2 separate regions of the Mus musculus genome follow, and region 1 is linked to region 2. Evidence: chromatin contacts called from public promoter capture Hi-C data. All regions are on one chromosome and are shown on one strand. Each heading gives the region's core, a stretch centred on a gene start, on an enhancer-like site or on the middle of the called end of the contact. The rest is flanking DNA. Distances are from core to core; before and after follow the strand shown. Region 1 holds the start of Ensa (endosulfine alpha). Region 2 holds the start of Aph1a (aph1 homolog A, gamma secretase subunit).

Region 1 (6,295 bases), core at 1,872-4,371, 270 kb before region 2:
ACTGCAATAAATCCAGGAATGGGCTGATGCTCAGCTGTTAGGCCAGTTTCTCAGAATATAAGTATGTAATACTTGTTGATTAATGTCACTCTTATGAGGTTCAAGTCAGCAGGTAAGAGCACTGACTTTTCTTCCAAAAGTCCTGAGTTCAAATCCCAGCAGCCACATGGTGGCTCACAGCCATCCATAATGAAATCTGACGCTGTCTTCTGGTTTGTCTGAAGACAGCTACAGTCTACTCATGTATAATAATAAATAAATCTTTAGGCCTGAGCAAGCAGGGACTGAGCAAGTGAAGTTGACCGGAGCGAGCAGGGCTGACCAGAGCAAGCAGAGGTCCTAAAATTCAATTCCTAACAATCACATGAAAGCTCACGACACTTTTTCCAGCCTCCGCCTCGGACCCTGCAGCCGCCGCGATGTTGATGCCTAAGAAGAATCGGATTGCCATCTACGAACTCCTTTTTAAGGAGGGCGTGATGGTCGCCAAAAAGGATGTCCACATGCCTAAGCACCCCGAGCTGGCAGACAAAAATGTGCCCAACCTTCATGTAATGAAGGCCATGCAGTCTCTCAAGTCTCGAGGCTACGTGAAGGAACAGTTTGCTTGGAGACATTTCTACTGGTACCTTACGAACGAGGGCATCCAGTGTCCCCGAGACTACCTGCACCTACCCCCGGAGATCGTGCCCGCCACCCTGCGCCGCAGCCGTCCCGAGACCGGCAGGCCTCGGCCCAAAGGTCCAGAGGGTGAGCGACCTGCAAGATTCACAAGAGGGGAGGCTGACAGAGACACCTACAGAAGGAGCGCTGTGCCCCCTGGAGCTGACAAGAAAACTGAGGCTGGGGCTGGCTCGGCCACTGAGTTCCAGTTTAGAGGCGGCTTTGGTCGTGGACGTGGTCAGCCACCTCAGTGAAGTTGGAGTTTATGTTGTATTGAATAAACTTTAAAGAAAAAAAAAAAAAAAGCTCACAACAATCAGAACAGGTACAGTGTACTCATATACATAAAATAAATCTTTTTTAAAAAAGACTTGAACCCCACCCAGTATTTGGGAGGCAGAGGCAAGCAGATCTCCATGATTGTGAGGTCAGTCTGGTCTACAGAGTAAGTTCCAGCAACAGCCAAAACTGTTACATGGAAAAACCAAAAAGGAGAGGAGGAGGAGGAGGAGGAGGAGGAGGAGGAGGAGGAAGAGGAGGAACAGGAGGAGGAGGAGATGATGAGATAATGGCTTAATTTGAAAGGCGGAGGCTGCCCTATGTGTGTATTCATATAAAAGTAATACAGTCCTATCTACTTGATAGATGCTCAAGAACTACTCTATTTCTTTGGTTGCCTTTCGTTTTTGAGACAGGGTTGCACTGTGTAGTCTTGGTTTGCTTCACACTCGAGATACTGTTTCAGCGTCCTTTGTGGGAGTATTATAGACAGGAACCATCACACAGGTTAAGAACTATTATTGAACTATGGCTTTGTTTACATTAGCTGGTATTTAATATGTGTTAAATGTTTACCATGTGCCTAGAACTACCATCTTAAACTCAAGAAATTATGTCTCCACAGAGTGACCCTTAACTGTTAGCATCCTGTCTAAGCTCCACCCCACAGTTACCTGGCAACAGCCAGGAAGGCCTGACCCACTATAAAAGGTGCTGTTTGCCCCTCTAGGTCTCTTGCCCTCTTGGTCTCTTGCTCTTCCCTCTGTCTCCTTGTCCTTCCCCATTCCTTTCCCCCCTTTCCCACGTGCTCACGGCTGCCTCTACTTTTATAATTCTCTACTCTCTCTGCCTTTCTCTACCTCTACTACCCTCTCTCTTGACTCCCCTCCCCATGCCCTGAATATACTCTATTCTATAGTCCTGTGGCTGGTCCCTCAGGGGGCAGGGATGCCTTAGCATGGGCCTGCTGAGGTACCCCCTTCTCCCATACCTCACTGTTGGTATTCTGTCTGGACTCCACCCCCCACAGTTACCTAGCAACAGCCTGGTAGGCCTGGCCCACTATAAAAGGGGCTGCTTGCCCCCTCCTCTCTCTCTTACTTTTGCCTCTTACCCTTTAGTTCCCCCTCTTCCCCCTCTCTCCCCATTCCCTTCTCCTTTCTCTCCATGTGGCCATGGGCTACTTTCTCCCTCTCTCTGCCTTTCTCTGCCTCTACTACCTTCTCTCTCTCTCTCTCTCTCTCTCTCTCTCTCTCTCTCTCTCTCTCTCTGGTTTGTTTGTTTGTTTGTTTGTTTGTTTGTTTTCGAGACAGGGTTTCTCTGTATAACCCTGGCTGTCCTGGAACTCACTCTGTAGACCAGGCTGGCCTCGAACTCAGAAATCCGCCTGCCTCTGCCTCCTGGGTGCTGGGATTCCACCATGCCCGGTTCACTACTACCCTCTCTCTTAACTCCCCTCCCTATACCCTGAATAAACTCTATTCTATACTATACCGTCATGTGGCTGGTCCCTCAGGGGGCAGGGATGCCTTGGCATGGGCCTGAGGCACCCCCTTACCCCATACCTCACCACACCCCCATAGAACATAACCTTATACTTCTCTATATTTCTATAATCACAACACTCACCACAACTCCATAGAACATATCTCCCTTTATGTTTTTATAAATACATCATTAACAGTTATAATTGCCTACATAAGGACTAAAGTGTGAATGAAAACCTTACAAGAAAACTCAAGTCTCCTACAAGCTAGCACTGAGTCCTGGAAAACTGCTGAATATCAGTTTGTCTTCCAATTTTAATTTTTGGTCGTGGGTAACTTGTTCTAACACCGCTCAAGGCTTGAGCCTTTGCACCAGAGAATAAAGGATTTCTATGTTAACCCGGCTCGGATGCAACATTCAGCGACTTGCCCAGGATCTGGCTAATAAACTGAACACAGCTTCAGCCCACCCAAGAAGCAAAAATACCAAAGCTTGCTGTCCTGCCCCTAAGGTCCATGCAGGCTTTTAATTGGTTCTGTGGCTCACTCTCTTTCCCGGTTGGTGTTCTAGCTTGCCTGTCGCTCTAAAGAATCCGCCCACCTCCGGCCAACGCTTATTGGTGTGTCGTTACATCATTGCCCCGTCAAGCCCACTCTCATTGGCTCTCATAGGAGGGGGCGGTCTCAACGTCACGGGCTTGAGCCGCCATTTTGACTGAGCAACCATAGTGACAGGAGCCGGAGCAGCAGCTCAGGTTGTCCCCGTTTCCCCTCCCCCTTCCCTTTTCCGGCTGACTTCCCGGGCCCTGCATTACACAGTCCCGGTTCTGCCATGTCCCAGAAACAAGAAGAAGAAAACCCTGCGGAGGAGACCGGCGAGGAGAAGCAGGTGAGGAGAAGGGGGGACCGGGGGTGGCCGCGCGGGCGGAATACGCCCCCGCTGCCGCTGATTGGCCGCCTCTGCCTCAGGCTGTACAGGGGTTGGCCACTACTAATGTCGCGCAGGCTGCATTTCGGCGCGGCCTAGTGCCCTGATGTCGATTAGTCAAGCCGATTGTCAATCTGTGGGCTCCCCTTTCTTATTGGCCAGTAGGCCTCTATTCAGTTCATGGAAGCCGTTCTATAATTGGGCGAGCTCTGGCGTGGGCGGGTGTTTGGAAAGATGAGGCGAATGAAAGGGGGCTGGATGGTGGTCCAGAGCTGTAAATGAGATGTTTGATTAGTAAAGATAAATACCAGACTGGAGCTCATCCTTCATCCACAGCAAGATAGAGGTCAAAGTGAAGACATTTAAAATGAACCAGCATTGGGGGAGGGGAAAAGAGTAATTATTACCATGGGGTAAGTTCAGGTGGCAACTTCCTTAGACCTGTTTGGTAGGGATGGTTTGTTGTTCACCGTCAGTGACTTATAGATCCGCTCGAATTTCTCCGCAGTGGGATGTGGTCCACCCACCATCGCATTATGAAAACACTAGTGCCAAACCCCTTCTTCGACACCATATTTGAGTTACTTAACACTGAGCTCAGGGACTCATTAAATACACTTAGTGTTATCTCTGACCCTGTTTGTCAAGTGAAAATACACTAGCCAGGAGATGGTGGCGCACGCCTTTAATCCCAGCACTTGGAAGGCAGAGGCAGGCAGATCTCTTGAGTTCTGAGTTCAAGACCAACCTAATATACACCAAGAACCCCTCTCTCAGAAAATATAAAAATAAAAACAACAAGAAAAACTAATGGCATGTTGATTTCTGTTTTCAAGTATATTACTCTGGTAAATATCTTTAGAATAAGCCACATGCCTAGCGTCCTCCACAGTGAGACCATATTGCTTCTTAGAGTGTGAATGAGGAGGGAGCCTCTCAGCAGACAAAAGCTCCCCTGACCTGTAGGACAGCCAGGAACTCTAGTAGTTCCTTTTTTATCTTTCCTGAGTGAGCTCTGGCTTGCTCTATGGTTCAAGTATCATGTTGAGATACTACCTTTAACCTAGTGTTCACAGGTCACGGGTGATTCCTTGAGTGTAATATAAGAACTAACTTGTTTTTCTTTGCTTGATACAGTTATCTTGAGCTTAGGCATTTGAACAAAGGTCTAGCTTTTAAGAGTAGAGGAGCAGGAAAGATTGGTTAGGAACACTCATTGCAGAGCACCTGGGTTTAGTTCCCAGCCCATGGTAGCTCACAACCATGTACAGTTCAGTCTAGGAAACCGGGCCCAGACTGAACTCAGGGCACTGGGCATCCATGTGGTACACAGCCATAGCCATACGAGTCTGCAGAATACATGCACATAAAATAAATAAATCCTTAAATAATACACACACTCAACAGAACAGAGTGTAGATAGCATAATTACAAACAGGTAGACCTCTAAGAAAATTTGATAATACAAAGGTTATCAGATATTAGAAGTCATTGTTTTTCAGCCATTAATTTCACTTGGCGTGTTTTCTTCAGGATACACAGGAGAAAGAAGGGATTCTCCCTGAGAAAGCTGAGGAGGCAAAGCTAAAGGCCAAATATCCAAGCCTAGGACAAAAGCCTGGAGGCTCCGACTTCCTCATGAAGAGACTCCAGAAAGGGGTATGGGACACCCTTATACTGTGGCACCTTGGATGAAGTCCGTAGACATTCTACTGCATGTTTTTCTGTAGCTTTGGTTATTTAGCAGTAGTAAAGATAAATTAGAAACTTGGAAAGAGAAAAGCAAATTATGTGAATCTCTGCAATGATGTTACTTCCCTTCTAACTATAGGAAATGAAGGATTAATGGTGGGCATTTGGGTAGGTGGCAGATGGGGACTGAAGGAAGGATATTAGATACAGAACACCCAAATAGTTCAACTTGCAATAAGGTTCTTTAGTCTGTTAAAAGCTGGCATTACACACTAACCATGCTCCTCAAGAGACTATTGTAGCTGAGTGTGCTGGCTAGCATCTGTGATCTCAGCGCCTGAGCTGAAGCAGGAGGATAACCACACATGCAAGAACAGCTTAGGCTACATAGTAAGTTTTAGAATAGCCAAGGCTAGGCTTGAGAGACGGATCAGAAGTTGAGAGAGCTGGGCTGCTGTGTCCAGAAAGGCAATATTTGGTTCCCAGTACCCATATCAGGCAGCTGGGACTCCAGCTCCAGGAGGTTGTCTGGCTTCCATGGACACATATACAAACATAATTCTTTTAAAAGATTTTGTAATTATCTTTAAAAATTAAAAAAGTGCATGCCGCCGGGCAGTGGTGGCGCATGCCTTTAATCCCAGTACTCAGGAGGCAGAAGCAGGTATATCTCTTGAGATTAAGGCCAGCCTGGTCTGCATAGTGAGTTCCAGGGTTTTTTGAAACCTGTCTCCAAAAAAAAAAAGTAACACAGAGACAATTCTTTTTCCTGTACAGAATGATAGAGGATGTAGCTCATGGGAAAGCACTTGTCTAGCCTGGGTTTAACCTATAAGGCCACAAAAGTGAAGAAACAGCAGCTGGAATGGCCTTCCTTAGCAGTGGAGGGCTGCCTTCACAGCCATCTCCTTCGTGGTCAGGTTTCTCCCTACCATGAGCTGACAGCAGATTATAAGGACAAAGCTGCAGTGTAAAGATGAGATGGAGAGAGAAGCAGCCTCCTGTGGAGAATCCCAGGTGCTCAGTCTTAGTCACAGATGACAGTGTGATGTTGAATTGCAGCTCCTCTTGAGGCGAGCCAGGCGTAGGCAGACAGTCTCACCATGGAACATGTGTGGGAGTGGTGGGAGTCTGGAAAGCTCACTGCCTCACGAGCAAGCCCAGTGCCTAATCCTGCTCTGAGAATATTTTCTAACTCTGATAGTCGGTTTCTGGTTGGTCTCTAGCTGCTGGTAGACCCAGATTG
Region 2 (6,119 bases), core at 2,385-4,884:
CTATATACATTCTATATGTTCCCAAATTTTCCTCATAAAAGACACTCAATGTTTTAGATTTGGTTTTACTTCCAGCTCCACTGCTAGCTAAGCAGAACTTTTCATAAGTCTGCTTCACACCCCCCAACCCCTTTTGAGACAGGGTCTCTCTATGTAGCCCTGGCTGTCCTGAAATTCACTGTATAGATCAGGCTGGCCTCCAGCTCACAGAAACCTGCTTCTGCCTTTGCCTGCCAAATGCCGGCATTAAAGGCATGCAGCACCACAGCTGGGCTCGTATCACCTTCCTTAAAAATAAGTCAGCTGGACCAGATGACCCATCGTAGCGTCTCTCCCCTTCCAAAACTAACACTGTGTGGCTTTGCTTACTGAATCCAGAATTCTAGGCCTTCTGCTAAACACATCCCTCCAACCCCAAACTAAGGACACAGGATTGAAAGGAAAGGAAAACAGTGACACACCTGGCTGAGAACAAAGAGGGGAAGGAGCCAAACTACTCTTGGGATCGTGTCCCTGAAGGCAGCCAGTTTTCTACTGGCCTAAGCCAACCTATACTGGCTTTTCTCTTCTTTTTTTTTTCTTTTTGTTTGAATCACTCTGTAGACCAGGCTGGCCTCGAACTCAGAAATCCGCCTGCCTCTGTCTCCCAAGTGCCGGGATTAAAGGGGTGTGCCACCATGCCAGGCTTCTTTTATTTTTTAAAAGACATTGTTTGCTATGTATCTGTAACCAATGTAGAAACCACCAAGTAAACCAAACTAGCCTAGAATTCACAGAGACCTTTCTGTTTCTGCCTCAGGAATGCTGGGATTAAAGGAGCGAGCCACCACACCAAGCTTGGTTTTGTTTTTTGGTACAGGGGTAATTGTTTGTTTGTTATTTATTTATTTGTTTTTGAGGCAGGGCTTTCTCTGTATAGTCCTGGCTGTCCTGGAACTGGATTTGTAGACCAGGATGGCCTCATACTCAAAGCTCTGCCTGCCTCTGCCTCCAGAGTGCTAGGACTAAAGGCGTGAGCCACCACACCCAGCTGAGGGCTTCTTATTCACCTGGGACTAGTCAGGAACTCACTAAGTAGTCAAGGATGACCTTGAATTTCTGACCCTTTCCCCTCTATGTCTCAAGCGCTGGGCATGTGCCATCCAGCTTGGCTCTCGCACCTATGTCTTTGCTAATAGGAGGTTTGTTTGTTTCCTTGTGCTTTGTGGAAAGGAGAGCCTCTGGCTTCGCTCACTGATGTTGCTCCCTTGACTTCCAAGCGCCCACTTCTTTCCTTTATGGCTCCTCACTCTCCTGCTCAGCTCTGTGGTGACAGGAACAGAAATCTGAGTTCAGTCTTGCCGAAGGAACTCTCTTTAGAGTCCCATCCTCCACCGGCCTGTGTCTTATTTGACAAGACTTCGCTTTGCTTTGCCTTTGGTTTCCTGGCTCCACCTTCCAGATCCCTGCTCTGCCCCCAACCCTGGACTCCAACAGCTGAGAAAAGCAGTACAGCTCCCCGCTGAAATGCCCGACGTACTGCTCTCTGTTTCCTTTTCTCTCATCCCATTTATAGCAAAAGACCTGGCACAAAAGGCCAGGGTCAGAAGGAGACTTACCCAGGATGAGTGGTGCAACAAGGAGGGCTATAAAGAGGACATCCATTCTGGGTTTTGCACTATCACTGTGTAAGTTAAAAGAGGAAATTGCTGTTTCCCACCACACTTACCCCGCCTCCCCTGCTGCTGTGAAGCTGGGAGGGCACTGGAGTGATTCTTCTCCCAGGGGACAGAACTCTCCGCCTACTCGCTCCGTAGATCTTTACATAGCTGCTGGACCTAGAGCCAACCCCCTTAACCCCCTTGTTGGATGCTAACTTGTTATTCCTGGAGAGCCCCTAGCCCTGGATTAGGTCCGCTCAGGACTCCCACTGCTGGGACCAAAGTTCACCCTCTCCTCTCCCCTCCTATGCTTCCTCCCTCTCAATGCTCCCCAAAATCCACCTTCCTTCTTGCAGGCCTTAAGTTACCATTGCTGTGCAGGGTTGCTCTCCACTCTGAGGGAAACATGATCTTTTTTATCATGTTTATCAGCCCCCGCCGGCTGTGCATCCCCTCCCCTCCCCATCCCCTCCCCTGCCAGCTGTGCATCCTTCCTATAACAACTGTACTCCCTATATCCATTGTTCTTGCATTTGTCTATTTTCCCTGGGCTCCTTCCCTTTCTCCAGCCCCTGCTCTTCTCCACTCCCTCACAGGTAGCCCTGGCTATGTCCTTGCACCACATGGTGGATCACAATCATCTGTAGCCGCAGTCCCGAGGGTTCTGATGTGCTCATCTGGCCTCCAAGAGCACCGAGCACATACATGTTGCACAGATATACATGACACAACCCCCTCCCACACACATAAAAATAGCTATTAGAACAAAAGAAAAGCTCCACAAGCCTCACATACCTAGTAAATACTTGCTAAGCATCTAAAATGAGTCCTTGAACACCGTGCAAGTGGCTGTGGGCTCATCATGCACAGATTGTTCCCCACAGCTGCTAACAGCTCACAGAGAAGAGTGGCCCAGACTCAGCCTGTTGAACACACATGGAATCCTGAACACTGGCCAAGATGTTCCCATCCTCCTAACCTTGGGGAACAATGTGTCTAGTGACCGCCAGACCCCCCCAACCCTCCACCCCCCCTACCCTCCCATCCCCCCCACCCCCCCACCTCCACTGATTCCCCTCCTAGTGACTTTTTGCAAAAACCTCCAGGAAGCCCGGTAATCTTTTAAATTTTTCTGTAGTTTGTTGTTGCTTTGTATGTACCCTCAAAAAACGATTTTTCTCATATATGATCAAAATGCTCAGATCCCATCATAGGATTCCTCTGTTCTGCAGACTCCTAAGGACCAACCCGTCCTCATACAAATGATGATTCCTGATAATATGAAATCTCTCTCCCCAGCCTGAGGAAAAGACACCACTCAAGTTTATTTTCCAGACTATAAATAAAGGAAGTATGACATCAAAGGAACCAAGCAGCTCGGCGTGGGGCGGGGGTGGAGGGGATGGGTGTAATTTCCTCTCAGTCCCATTGCTCTAGTTGCTTTGTGACTCCACGATTCCTTCCAAACATTTTCCTAATATTTCTCTCCCGGCTCCTCCTGCTTTTCTCATTCTGTCATTACAGAATACAAGTGGAGGCTTCATTTAAGACGTAATTCCTATACCAGGCTGCCCAAAGAGTTCCAACTTTTAAGCCTAACTTTGATCCCTCAGGATGCTTCTCTGGGTCATTTCCTCTAATTCAACTTAAGAACAATGTCCGTCCCTATCTTCCCACAACCTCTATCCTGTGCTCTTTTTTATTTGTCTCTAGAGTCAAACAGGATCTTCCTCCGACAAAGCTCCTCTAGTAATAGGTAGGGTGGCTATCACCCTTCTCTACCGAAAGAAAGGAAACCGTGGCCAAGGCGCCAGCGAACCCAGGAATCATTGTTCTGATTGGGCCCAGACTCCAGCCTACTCTTCTGAAGCCACTCCCAGCACCAAGAGGAGGGCTCTGAGGATGAGAGACTACAACTCCCAGAAGGCCATGCCGCCATGACCCCGCCTCTGCAGTTCCGCCCCACCAAGTATTCATTGGCCTTCCGGGGGTGGGAATTAGATGGGAGGTGGCCATGGGGCAGCGACCGGGGGTTGTTCCCTCTTCGGCTTCCGTAGACGAGGTCGGGCGGACCTTCGTCCGGGGTTTCGGCACCCCCCCTTCCCCTTCCCCGGGGTCCGGGGGTGACATTGCACCGCGCCCCTCCTGGGGTTGCGTCCTCGCCCCACGCGGACTCCCCCTCGGCGCGCAGCTCCCTTTCGCCTTCCTTGGCCGGGGTTCCCTCCCTTCCCCAGCTGCCCAGTCATGGGGGCTGCTGTGTTTTTCGGATGCACCTTCGTCGCGTTCGGCCCAGCCTTCTCCCTTTTCCTGATCACTGTAGCTGGAGACCCACTTCGGGTTATCATCCTGGTGGCGGGGTGAGTGTCGAGTGGTGGAGACGGGGCCGAACGTAGAGAAAAAGGTGCAGAAAGGGCTGGAGGAACTGGAGCAGGCTTGGGAGCCTGAGTTGGGGGGCAGAAGTCGGAAAAGGTTGGACACAGGGTCAAATCGTGATCTAGGAGAATTTCCCGCAGTCGGCTTCCGCCTTCCAGGGATTTCACAGATTCTTCCTGTAGTCCTCCCGGCAACGTCAGAGAAGGCCCAAGGCCAAGATTAATGAGGGGGCTGTGCTGACCTCGGCCAGCCAAGGATCTTGGAATGGATACCTAGTCTGTCCGTTCATGCCCACACACTTTGACTCTAATGAAGACTCTAACCAGATCTCTACCCTTTCTGCTGCTTTCAGATTCTTACAAATGAGTCTGTTGGTGGAGACACTTATCTGGTCCCTGTCTCCCTTACCATCCGGAAGTCTAACTTCCACTTTTCATACATTCCATCCTTGGCTGGCTCCCTCCTTGATTTTTCCATCTGCTCCTGTCTTTGCCTCTCTCATTGCCCTTGTGTTTTCTCAGAGCCTTTTTCTGGCTGGTCTCCCTGCTCTTGGCTTCTGTGGTCTGGTTCATCTTGGTCCATGTGACAGACCGATCAGATGCACGGCTCCAGTATGGCCTCCTGATTTTTGGTGCTGCTGTCTCTGTCCTTCTACAGGAAGTGTTCCGTTTTGCTTACTACAAGCTCCTTAAGTAAGGACAAGGGGGGCTCTGGAAGGGAGGGGGGACAGTGGTGTGCATGGCGGGAAGTGGGCCAGCCCTGCGATGGTGGTTGGAGTAAGGGTCGTTAAAGGGAGGGTATTGGAGGGGAAGGAACATCCCTGCCCTTCCTTCTGTTTCCCAGGAAGGCAGATGAGGGCTTAGCATCACTGAGTGAGGACGGAAGATCACCCATCTCCATCCGACAGATGGCCTATGGTGAGCCAAGGGAGAGGGACCAGAGGAGGGAGTTGGACACCCCATCCTCTCTTTCTGGGTAATCTAAACAGCCACGTATGCTAAAGTGTTTTTCTTCATACTTGACTTCCAAGGAGAGGCGGTCTGGAGGGAGAGTAGGTATGGTAGACTTTTCCCTGGGCTTGGGGAGTAGGTACTGCTAATGAAGCTGTGGTGGTCCTGGTCGTTGACAAGACCCTCCCCTCCCCCCAGTTTCTGGTCTGTCCTTCGGTATCATCAGTGGTGTCTTCTCTGTTATCAATATTTTGGCTGATGCACTTGGGCCAGGTGTGGTTGGGATCCATGGAGACTCACCCTATTACTTCCTGACTTCAGGTAAGGCCCACTTCTAACCTTGCCTTTGTGCCCTGTCCTTCCCTGGCCCTGACTTACTGCCCTTCCCTGGGAGGCTCCTCTGGCTCACCGTCTCAGGAGGCTGGCAGGCGATCAGGGATGGACATCTTCCCGTCTCCCTCCCCGCAGCCTTTCTGACAGCAGCCATTATCCTGCTCCACACCTTTTGGGGAGTTGTGTTCTTTGATGCCTGTGAGAGGAGACGGTACTGGGCTTTGGGCCTGGTAGTTGGGAGTCACCTTCTGACATCGGGACTGGTGAGTTGGAGACAGGGGCCCGAGTCAGGGAGAAAGCATTTAATAGTGAGCTGGATGGGGTATGTGTTCCCACCTAGTAAGTCACCTTCCCTTACCTGGGGCGGAGGCAGAATCTTGACTTCTGCTACCTTAGCTTCAGTTAGGTCATCCGCTCTGGGGCAGAGTTTGAATTGCTTAGTCGTGTTACCACAGAAGGCTGGAGGTGACTAGAAAGAGCTGAAACCTTGGAGGGAATCTGAACTCAAAAGTTGCCTTAGCTATAAGATGTTAGTGCTTGAAGGGAAACAGGTTTCTGAATGAGATGTCTGAGCAAGGTTGGGTCAGAGGCCCAGAGTGAATGTTGCAGTTAGGTGCAGGGAGAATCTAACCGCTCTTCTGTCCTCATTCTCAGACATTCCTGAACCCCTGGTATGAGGCTAGCCTGCTGCCCATCTATGCAGTCACCGTTTCCATGGGGCTCTGGGCGTTCATCACAGCCGGAGGCTCCCTCCGAAGTATCCAGCGCAGCCTTTCGTGTAAGGACTGACTACCTGGACTGATCGCCCGACAGATCCCATCTG

Evidence for each region. Promoter capture Hi-C pulls out the DNA fragments that hold promoters and counts their contacts.
Region 1: a promoter capture Hi-C map of pre-B cells shows a contact between it and region 2, with 5 times the contacts expected there. The contact joins the promoter of Ensa here to the promoter of Aph1a in region 2. A contact is called at or near these places in 6 of 39 promoter capture datasets (the C10 cell line, cranial neural crest, liver and 2 more), 1 of 484 Hi-C or Micro-C datasets (embryonic stem cells), 2 of 115 datasets of contacts at active chromatin or transcription factors (microglia and pancreatic cancer cells) and 1 of 9 other capture datasets (adipose tissue).

What each region holds. Positions count from the first base shown.
Region 1 is chr3:95,621,859-95,628,153 of GRCm38.p6, forward strand. Ensa (endosulfine alpha) reads left to right here and starts at 3,122. Exons shown (of 4, transcript NM_019561.2): 1 at 3,122-3,318; 2 at 4,891-5,016. The coding sequence starts at 3,262. It also overlaps the pseudogene Rps10-ps1.
Region 2 is chr3:95,890,287-95,896,405 of GRCm38.p6, forward strand. Aph1a (aph1 homolog A, gamma secretase subunit) reads left to right here and starts at 3,635. Exons shown (of 6, transcript NM_146104.3): 1 at 3,635-3,997; 2 at 4,535-4,705; 3 at 4,857-4,930; 4 at 5,162-5,284; 5 at 5,432-5,559; 6 at 5,951-6,119. The coding sequence starts at 3,885. The coding sequence ends at 6,085. BC028528 (cDNA sequence BC028528) reads right to left here and starts at 1,669. Exons shown (of 6, transcript NM_153513.4): 1 at 1,599-1,669. The coding sequence starts at 1,644.